Regions from separate parts of the Mus musculus genome. Here region 2 is linked to region 1. A link is a contact called in public Hi-C data. All regions are on one chromosome and are shown on one strand. The core of a region is the stretch at or near the end of the contact, and the rest is flanking DNA. Distances in the headings are between cores, read along the strand shown. Region 1 holds the start of Mcee (methylmalonyl CoA epimerase). Region 2 holds the start of Lrrc28 (leucine rich repeat containing 28).

Region 1 (5,318 bases), core at 2,186-4,685:
TCAAAACAAACCTGAAAAGCAAAATTCAAACAGAATGGATACTCTAATGTTTGCAGCAGCCATATTCCCACAGACAAACCATGGTCTATCACTCAACCTTACTGACACTCTAACAAGGAAGAACCTCTAAAACATCATGCTAAATGATAAGAGCTGGACATAAGATCATACACAGTATGATCCCATTTATATCAAGCATCTAGAACAGTTCACAGCACAGAGACAGACAGAACGGGATTACAAAAGGCTGGAAGGAAGAGAGACTGGGGATTGGGGTGGTCTGGATGAGAGTGGCTCCCATAGACCCATATATCTGAATGCTTGCTCCCCAGTTGATGGAACTGTGTGGGGATGGTTAGGAGTTGTGGTCTTGTTGGAATTATGCCAGAGGGGGTGGGCTTTGAGGTTTCTTAGTGTCTCCTTCTCTGCTCCCCACTCGCTGATAAGGATGTAAGTTCCAAGCTACTGCTCCAGCACTATACCTGCCTCCCTGCCTGCTGCCATTGCTTCCTTATCGTAATGGTCATGGACTCACTCTCTGGAACTCAAGGCCCCAATAAATTCTTTCTCCAATGTTGCCTTGGTTGTGGTGTCTTCATAGCAATAGAAATATAACTGAGACGGAGAGAGACTGTTTAATACACGTGGGCTTCTGTTTGGGTTATGAAAACATTTACAACATGACCACGGTGGCACATGTACAACATGATGAATCTAATAAATGCTGCACATTTTTAATAGTTCTGTGAGCTTTATCTAAAGGAGAAAGAGTTATGATTCTGCAGTAAGAGGCTGTGGATAAAATCTTGTAGGCCAAGCAACTGGAAATAAAAGGTTTAAAATAATATAACTCCTCCCTCAATTTTATTGAGGTATGATTGACGAGCATAAATCATATCCACTGAGAAAATTTACAATGTGGTGTTCTGATATAAGTATATATTATGAATTACCACATTAAGCCAAGTGTGTGTGTTCACAAAGGCCAGAAGATGAAATTAAGTATCCTCTACATTATCCTTATATGTTTGTTTCTGAGACAAGTCTCTAAATGAATCCCATGGTGACTGGCTAGACTGGCTGGTAAGTGAGCTCTGGAGATCTGCCTGTGCTCCTTCCCCAGGGCCACAACTCGGTCTGATGTGTGCAATCATGGCTAACTTCTTTTACACGTGTGCTGGGGAACAGCACTCAGGTCATCACACTTTGGGTCATCGCACCTGTAGGCGCTTTACTGGCTGGGCCATCCCCCAGCCTCGAGCTAACTTTTCAAAGATATTTGTATTCCGACTCTTGGGAAGTCACAAACGTAAAATGTAGTTTGGGACTAGGTTGGGAAAGCACAAGCTCTGAGGTGGGAGGGTAGCATGGCCTTGCCTTTTAGTTTGCACTGCCATAAAATAGGCACACTGAATACCTGAGCTATTTAATCTTTGTTGGGACTCTGTAGGTTGATATTATGGCCTCCATTTTTAGAAATCTGGAATTAGGCCTATCAAGATTAGGTTCTTTGCAACATCACTTTAAATGGCAAAGGCTTGAGTCCAGATTTGTCAGACATCAGAGTTGATGTCGAGAAACTAATGTGTTCTACTCACTCCTTTTCCTTCCATGCTGGGAATCAAACCTATGCCCTTATATAACTTGACAAGTACTTCTCATGAAATTATACCCAGAGTCCTTTGCAAACCCCTTTTTCCCTCAATTGAAAAATACAATCATATTTTAGTTTGATGCAGTTTCATGAATCTTGGGTTGCCCTCAAGCTCGGTGTTTACCGGAGGATGGAGCCATGCATATTTCCCAAGTGCTGAGATTACAGGTATGCACCGCCACACTGGTTTATGTGGGAACGAAGGCTGAACCCAGGCTTTGTGCACTAGGAAAGCACTGCAGCATCTCAGCTACAGTCTCAGCCCAGATTCTCAGTCTTTAGTATCATTAGTATGTCTGACGAGTAATGCCTAATTTCTGAGAGAGAGCTTGCTAAGAGAGGAGTGATTCTGCTTTAGTAGATATTTACAAAAAAACAAACAAACAAACAAACAAAAAACCCAACGTATGATGAGTGAGCTAAGAAGGTGGCTTATATTTGACCCGGCATATATACAACAGGGAGTATTAGCAAAACTCCAGCATTAACTGTTAATCAGAAAATCATTTTCACTTTTGTGCTCTGGCTTTTGCTACAATATACATACACACAGTACTAAGGTGTTTTTGTTTTTGTTTTTGGACAGGGTTTCTCTGTATAGCCCTGGCTGTCCTGGAACTCACTTTGTAGACCAGGCTGGCCTCGAACTCAGAAATCCACCTACCACTGCCTCTGTGATTAAAGGTGTGCGCCACCATGCCCAGCTTTATTTATTTATTTTTTTTGCGCGGGGGTGGGGGGGTGGGGGGGTGGGGTGTTTGTGGCCCATGACTTTGCCTTGGAGACTTGTTTGTTAATGCAGACGAGGAATTTTGTGATTGACTGGAAAGGCTAGAGGGTTCCACAAAAACCAAATTCAACCTAAGAGCAGACTTGGAAAGATGACTAGTTTCCACAGGTGAGCAGACAGAACTCTCCAGGCCTTCCAGTTCATTCGCCTAACACCCTTTAAGCATGCTAGCTAATGGATTTGTCACAATTGTAGCAGAGTAACTCTGGAACCATACTGCCGTATATTTTCTTCCAGGTAGACAATCTCAGACTGAGGGTAGTAACTGCCATCATGAAGAAAGAAGAAAATGGAAGAGAAAGTGAGACAGGCGGGAAAGTTGGGCATCTGTCACCAAGATTCTGCTTATCGATAAAAGAGATGGAGGTCGAAAGAATTCAAGGAACTTACAAATCCTTCCGCTTGTTCCTTTCCTGCTCATGTCAGATGAAAACATTTAGTGTGGTACGTGTGTAAAACAGGCTTGGAGTCACTTTCAGGACTCGCCACTTTGCTCTTTTCTCCTATCTCTTAGAGCACACATATAATAAATAACTCAAGTCCCCTCTAGATTTACTGCAAGTCCTGACTTGCTGTGTTCCTAGGCAGATTACCTGTTTGGTCCACGTTTGCCAAGGGCAACCCCTGTGCACAGAGGACAATAAGGAACTCCCGTGCTAAGAGAGTGCAGCTCCGGGAGCCCAACACTTCAGACCCAGGCCTTGGCCACCCGCGGCCTCCCGTCCAGCGTGCCCCGCACCCGGAGCCCCTGATGGTGCCCCGTATTCACCTGTAGCGCCCGCAGCCAACGCGGCGGCCTTCACTACACGCCTCATGTCCAGAAGCTACAGGCTTGCACAGCGACCTAGGGCAGAGACAACTGGGAGAGTGGGCAGGGGGCGGGGACTGAGGCCCGGGGCGTGTCAAAGCTGAAGTGGGCGTGGAAACGGGGCAGGGACGGGGCGCGAGTCCGGGGTGCCCAATACCCTTCAGGGAGCTAGACCGCTGAAGAGAGCTGGGCGAGCAAGGGGCGGGGCGTGAGACCTGGGGCGGGGTCACGAGACGCGGAGCTTGACTGACGGCGGGACGAGCGGGGGAGTGGCGGGTGCGGCGTGAAGCGACCTTCTTTTTCGTTACATTAAAATACTTATTGTATCGAATGCAAAAGCAGAAAGCAATCACGCGACACCACTGTGGTCTTAGAAATACAAAACATTTGGAGAAAGTGCCAAGGCGCTTGAGATGACCAATGGCTCTTTTCGGTGGTCTGCCCCACCCCTACGCATGCCCAATAGAAGTGTTTGCGGCTATAGGCCGGAACCTGTGTGTGGCGGAACTTTAGGCTCTGAGCTTCAGGTTGCATAAGGCGTGTGTTTGGCGTACTGCTTCCGGCCGGCCGGCCGGCTCGCAGCACTCGCGTGGTGCCGTAGTGTGTAGCTATGGCGCCTCGCGTGTTTCGTCGACAGACTCTGGAACGGTGTCTGAGGGAAATCAGGAAAGCCACCAACCGACCGGAGTGTTTCCTCACGTAAGTACAGATCCAGGTCTGGGAGAGAGCAGCGCGCATCTCACCGGTGCTGGGCGGGCCAGCATATGGCAACTTCTGAAAGCCAGGAAGGGAAAGTACAGGTCGCTTAGCCCCAACTTCAGACAGTTTTTGCTCCGTTGGCCTGTCAAAATGCTAAAAGTAAAAGCGGCTCGGTGCAGATTTCCTAGTTGTGGGCTATTGCACTAAGCCCAGTTATTCGCGTCCAGAGAGGCTCATTGAGGGCGGAATATGCTTTCTGAATTTGTCCCCAAAATACACACTGAAAGTACGTACTTGTTGCTTGTCAATGCATTTTCATGACTTGTGGTGGAGACCCACAGCCAGACAGTAGACGAAGCTCGGAGAAGCCCGCAGAAGAGGGAGGAGGGGTGACTGTAGGAGCCATAGGGGTCCCAGGACACCACAAGAACATGGCCCACAGAATCCACTAACCAGGGCTCAGGGAGGGGCCCACAGAGACTTTACTGGCTATCAAGGAGCCTGCGCTGGTTAGCGCTGGGTCCTCTGCATATATATTGTGATTGTTAAGCTTGGGATTTTTGTGGAACTTGTAGCAGTGGCAGTAGGCTCTTGGAGCTCTTGTACCCCTGCCGGATTGCCTTGAAATGAGGGGTTGTGTTTGGTTGATATCTCTGGAAGCCTACTTTTTCTGAAGAGAAACGGAGGAGTACTGTGGATCTGGAGGAGGTGAGGAGGGAGAAGAGGCTGCAATTGGGATGCTTTGTAGGAAAGAAAAATAAATTTAAAAAAAATAGGAGAGACTTCTTTCTTCCCAGCACTTTGATTAAGTTCTGTAAAATTATGACTCTGACTTATTATTTTTTAAATATTTTTTATTATTACGTATTTTCCTCAGTTACATTTAGAATGCTATCCCAAAAGTCCCCCATACCCTCCCCACTACTTCCCTACCCACCCATTCCCCATTTTTTGGCCCTGGCATTCCCCTGTACTGGGGCATATAAAGTTTGCGTATGACTCTGACTTATAATGAAAATCTTAGCAACAGTATCACAGACTCATTGTGTCCAAAATAGAGCTCCTTACCCCCTCCTGTACTCTTCTCTCCCCTGAAGTCATTTCCCTGTTTCCATTACGTTTACGGCCCCACGAAAAGGCAGTTCTATCATTTCATTTATTTAGATTCAGCTAGTCTGCTTCCTTGATGCTTTCATTTTTCTCTGTCCTATTTTCTCTATCCCCTTTAGCATCCTGCCTACGCTATATTTAGACACTGATTCCTAGTTGTCATACTGACTGCGTCTCCAACATAAAAATCCTTTGCGATGCTTCATCAGCTTTCTAACAACTCAACTCTATCGTGCTTTTTGTTTCCACATTGTAAA
Region 2 (5,100 bases), core at 1,754-4,253, 3.3 Mb before region 1:
ACAGTTCTAATATATTCCCGAACTTTATATTTTAATATTAATTAAAGTACCTCTGAGAACATGAATACTGGATTTCTTTTTGGGAGAATTTATCCACTTGCTGATTCTGATATAGCATACACAAAATTAGGTTTTGCTTGGTCATAGGCAAATCCACTCCTTAATTTTCAACTTTACAAATATTTGCCCAATTTGAGTTCAAAGTCAACTGTAATTTTTCTTCTCTAAGCAGATGGCTTGCATATTAGGTCTGTTACAATGCACAGACCCAACTATCCATTTGATTAAAAAAACCAAAAATATGAAATGTCTAAATCCACATTAAAGCAACAAATAACGGCAAAGCACAACTTTTTTTGACGCAAAATATGATCCACAATTAATTTTACTTACCTTACAAAATTCCACTGATAACCTGGGAATTGCATTTCCACCTTCATTCTAAAGACAAAAGAGCTCTGATGCCTCTCCCTCCAGCCACGCTCAGCACCAGGTGTTTCCTCTGGTTTTCTTTGGACGTTCCTTTAAAACTAGCAAAACAAAACACCTGGAAAGTTTCCTTAAGGCTCAGTATCTGCAACTTTGTCGTAAAATCCTTTGTGAGTTTAGCGGTCCCATGGAGAGAGAGTCCTTTTCCTTTTCACAGTTCTCTTGAAAATCTGAGTTGCCAATTTGGCTCCCTCTGTATCAAGTTAAGGATTCTACAGCCTGATAACCACAGACAAGTCTAAACAGAGCAGTTTCGTCCTAAAAAAAACCCAGCATTTTTCCATAAAGCAACCCGGTACTTAACAAAACTCCAGGCCAAAGAAAGAATGATAGCTTCTTCACCAATAGGGAGTGGAGAAGAGAAGTTTGTCAAACTTTGTAATCCAATCCCTGGAAGCCAGAGGTGGGAATTTTAGATCAGGGGCAGCCTTTTCCTTGGAATTTTCTTAAAGTGGTATCGCTGACTTGTTGAAGTTAAAAGTTGCCAGAGATTGTAAAATAAATAAATAAATAAATAAATAAATAAATAAATATTTTAAAAAATCCATTTAGAGTCTTATTTTTTAAATATGTAAATTGATCTTCCGCAAAACAACTAAATTTCTAACAGTGGTCATACTATCAATATAGGAATTTTAACATCAATTTGGAGAGGGAGTAAAAGCTATTTTAACATGATTCACTTTTCATGAGCAAAATTTGGACCTCAATGTGCAAAATTAAGACAAAAACTAAGAAGCTGACTCCAGAAATGTTTTCTATTATTCCTTTTCTTGTGAACTCCAATTATTAGTATTATATATACATGTATATTGAAATCATAATTACATCGCTTCCCTTTTCTTCCCTTCTGACCAAGCCTCCCATGTAGCCCTCCTTTGCTCTCTTTCATATTCATGGCCTCTTTTTTCTTTAATTGTTGTTGTTAGTTGAGAGAGAGAGAGTTTTCAGGGCTGGCCATTTGGTATTGGTTAATCAGTTGATGTGCTTTTCCTGGGGGAATACTATTTCTCCTGAGCTCAGCATTCTTTAGTTACCTGTAGTGTCATATTATTTTTACTTACAGATAATTAGATAGATGGCTGGATAGTTAAAATAAGGATGCCTAACAAGAAGCCCCTATGCAAATTAACAAACATCCTTTTGTTTTTGTTTTGTCGAGCCAGGACTGATCAAAAGCTCATCAATTTTTTTTAAAGGACAAAGAATAAGGTTTTCTGTTTGTTTTTAAAAAGATGTATTTATTTTATGTATGTGCATACACTGTCTCTCTCTTCAGACAACCCAGAAGAAGGCATCCGAGTCCATCAGATTAATTAGATGGTTGCGAGACACCATGTGGTTGCTGGAAATTGAACTGAGGACCTCTGAAAGAGGAGTCAGTGCTCTTAACCCCTGGGCCATCTCTCCAACCCCCAAAGGGTAAGTCCTAATGGGGGGCGGGGGATGGATTTGAGACACCTCATGTACATAATGGGTTTCGTCAAACAATAGAGTTAAGTCTTAGAGGAAATTTTAAAGATCGAAAGTTGTTGCATCTCTGTGCACTGCATTTAAAAAAATGTTCACTTTTCTTCCCTGGTACTGGGGCTTGACCTGAGTGCCTCTACTGAGCTACGCACCTGCACCCTTTCTTTTTGAAATACTTGTGATTGGTTTCACCTACAGCCTCAGCCTTAGAGTAGCAGAGGCTTGCTGCATCAGAACAATCGGGTTTTTAGTCTTAAGGTATTCATCGACCGTCTACTTAGCCATACAGGAACTGCCAGGTTATTTCACCAAATTGTGATTGTCCTCAGTTATTTCTCACACTAGGGCCTGTTTCTTTTTAAATTTTTATTTACGAGGCAGTGCCTTCACGTAGCTGAGGCTGGCCTTTACTCCTGTCTCCACTTTCAGATCACTGGGATTCAGGCGTGCAGCACCATGCCTGCGCCACGCTTGTCTAAAGGTAGACACCACCTTCGGCAGCGATCAGTGAGCGTTCGGAGACATTAAATCCGGTGCTTAAGTTCTGCTTGTTGACTCCATTGACTTGCGTTACCTAAGCCCGACGGCTTCTGTTTAAGTCAGACTGGCGGTGGAACAGTAGCCGGAATGGCTGATCGAACAGATGCAAGGCTACACAGGGCGATGCCAGGGATTTAATCGCTCGACGTCGAGTTTGACTGTTGGCAGCGGAATGAATGTGTGACTAAAAGAACTGACTGGAGACGCTGAGGCTGGCGCCATCTAAACAACCCACCTAAACGCTAACGCAGTACACCCACTTTCTGAACACCCAGCTCCAAGCCGGAGCCGGAAGCCAGGACGCTAGAGGAAGTCGCGCTCTCAGCCAATAAGCGTCTGGTTCTGAAAATGACTCTCTCATCCCGCCTATTGTAGGACAGCGAGAACTGAGGCGAACTATCGCGAGGTTTCGTTGCCCTGGCCCCCTTCTTCCCCGAACCCTACTCCAGTTAGCCAGGCCCGCCTCTCCGCAGGCTCCGCCCCGTAGCCCCGCCCTCCCTGTGTTTTTAGACTGCCTACCAGCGCAGCCTGAGCCGCTGAGTGCCGGTCAGCGGGCGCCGAGGTGAGTGTCCGGTCTCCAGGCTCACAGGTCGAAGCCGCTGGCTCGACTCCCCGTGGGGACGCTTCATCCCCGTCGCCACAGAAGCGCCTGGGCCTCTGGGAGAGGAACAGTGGGTTGTCCGGCCTTGGATCCCCACCGCTGCCGTGTCCTCCATGGCCCCTGGTACCAGAGTATCCCGGTATCATCATCTGAGTCCCTGCCCCTGGGCTCCCTGCTTCCGAATTCTTACGACCTTTAGACTCGAACTAACTCGGGCAAAACCAAGACGTCTGGTAGTTTTTCTCCTGGAGAAAACAGCCTTTTACAGATGTTTGTAGTATGCAGTTTGTCTCTGATCTCCAGTGTTAGAGAGCCGGCTTGTGTATTCCGTCAAATTAAGTACTGGGAAGTCAGTTATGGGCTACTCTTTAAAATACCTGTACTTAAAATGGGGATATACTTGAGAGATTATTGTGTTTCTCCTGAGAAGACTGGTGTTGGACTTTCAGAAAACTGAAGGAGCAAATGTATCTAGTCAATACCCGTTACATTATTTACAGTAACCGTGGGCAGGGGGTGACGTTTTGAAAGGGCCAGGAGAACTTAAAAAGGCTGTATTGCCAGTGAGTGCATATTGGGAAGCCAAGAGTACGTTCATCTTTGGAAGCTTTTGGATTTCATTTGCATACACGTAATTTCCGAGTTTGTACGAAGATGCATTTCAGCAGAGCCTAATGATGCTTTTGAAGTAACCGGTGCCAGGTGGAACATTCAGAGAGAGCCATCTGGCTACAGGGAGTGAAGATTTTGAATATGGTTTTTTAGTTTGCAAAAGGGAAACTTTCTTGTGTGTAATCTTTGGCTGTTTTATAAGAATGACACAATGGCTACATTTTATAATTGTAAAAGGCTGCGTTATAGGAAAGGTGGTGCCCAGACTTTGGAGTTAGGACCACCTGCATTTCGGTTGTAGCAAAGTACCTCATCTGTAAAGTGGATTAATGTCTGCTGTGCTGCTTGGCTGTGAAGAATAAGATATTTATGACAGCGAGTTTAAATTGTCTGTGAGTGATCTCAATGGGTAGATTAAAAAAAATCAACCTTGGAACAGTTACTCTGATTTCATCCACTTATTAGCTGTTTGAAAGCTAAAAGTATTTTAGAAACTGTATTATGCAGGCATGCAGAAATGAAGAAACTAACATTCCTCTGGATTTAGGGTTTTACAGACTCTCATCTAAATTGTCCGTAAACAGGTGTGCATATCTATCTAGATCTATAGACATATAATATAAAACAAATAGTAAAAACTGAACAACTGGCTTGCTCTGAGAGAGAGCCAAGGAAATAAATAGTTTGGGATAGGGAGGTGAGTTTAATGTTGAAACCTGCAAGACGAGAGAGGCATTTCCAGCCTAAGAGGAGAGCAGCAACTTCTTGGAGAAGTTTGGTAGCTCCCGGGATTAAGAGAGGTCAGGAACTTGGTGAATGCCACAGAGGAAGCTGGACAGGCAGGTTGGGCCCGATGGTCAAGGAAGCTTTGTAAGGCTTTGCTTTTCTCAATAAGGAGTTGCTAAAGGATTTGTTTAGTAAGACGTACCTGAGAGGAAGAGGTGCAATTATGAGTGTGTTTTCAGAGGCCCATTGCTGTGATTGATACGTAGGGAGTGATGCAAGTGGACATGTGGAGGCCAGGGGCACAGCTAGCCAAGGCAGGAGATGGCGGTGGCTTATGGGTTGGGCAGCTGGAGAGAGATGGCTGGAACTGAGATGTATTTGGAAAGAGAGACCCTGGCCTTGATTGAAGAAACTGTGATGGACAGGAGGTTATCCTTTTCTGACTCCCAGCTGCGCTGCTGTGTGGCTAGAAGGGTGCTTCCCCCACATTTGCTGAGACAGGAAAACCTGGTGATGAGCTCTGACAGCTGTTGGGAAGGTATGACATTGGCCATGCCGTAAGACATCAAAGAACCACTCCCGCTTACTCAGTGCATAGTTGTATGACATTGGGGATGCTGTAAGACATCTAAACCACTCCCCGTACTCAGTGCATTAATTAC

What was found. Hi-C and Micro-C count contacts between places; a contact is called where the count stands out from the background.
Region 2: a contact with region 1 is called in a Hi-C map of B cells, with 5 read pairs. The contact joins the promoter of Lrrc28 here to the promoter of Mcee in region 1. A contact is called at or near these places in 1 of 39 promoter capture datasets (pre-B cells) and 2 of 484 Hi-C or Micro-C datasets (B cells and CD4 T cells).

Annotation. Positions count from the first base shown.
Region 1 is chr7:64,390,739-64,396,056 of GRCm38.p6, reverse strand. Mcee (methylmalonyl CoA epimerase) reads right to left here and starts at 3,435. Exons shown (of 3, transcript NM_028626.2): 1 at 3,214-3,435. The coding sequence starts at 3,259. It overlaps Mphosph10 (M-phase phosphoprotein 10 (U3 small nucleolar ribonucleoprotein)), which reads left to right and starts at 3,821. Exons shown (of 11, transcript NM_026483.2): 1 at 3,821-3,951. The coding sequence starts at 3,863.
Region 2 is chr7:67,643,139-67,648,238 of GRCm38.p6, reverse strand. It overlaps Lrrc28 (leucine rich repeat containing 28), which reads left to right and starts at 3,003. Exons shown (of 10, transcript NM_175124.5): 1 at 3,003-3,061. It overlaps Ttc23 (tetratricopeptide repeat domain 23), which reads right to left and starts at 829. Exons shown (of 11, transcript NM_001168475.1): 1 at 394-829.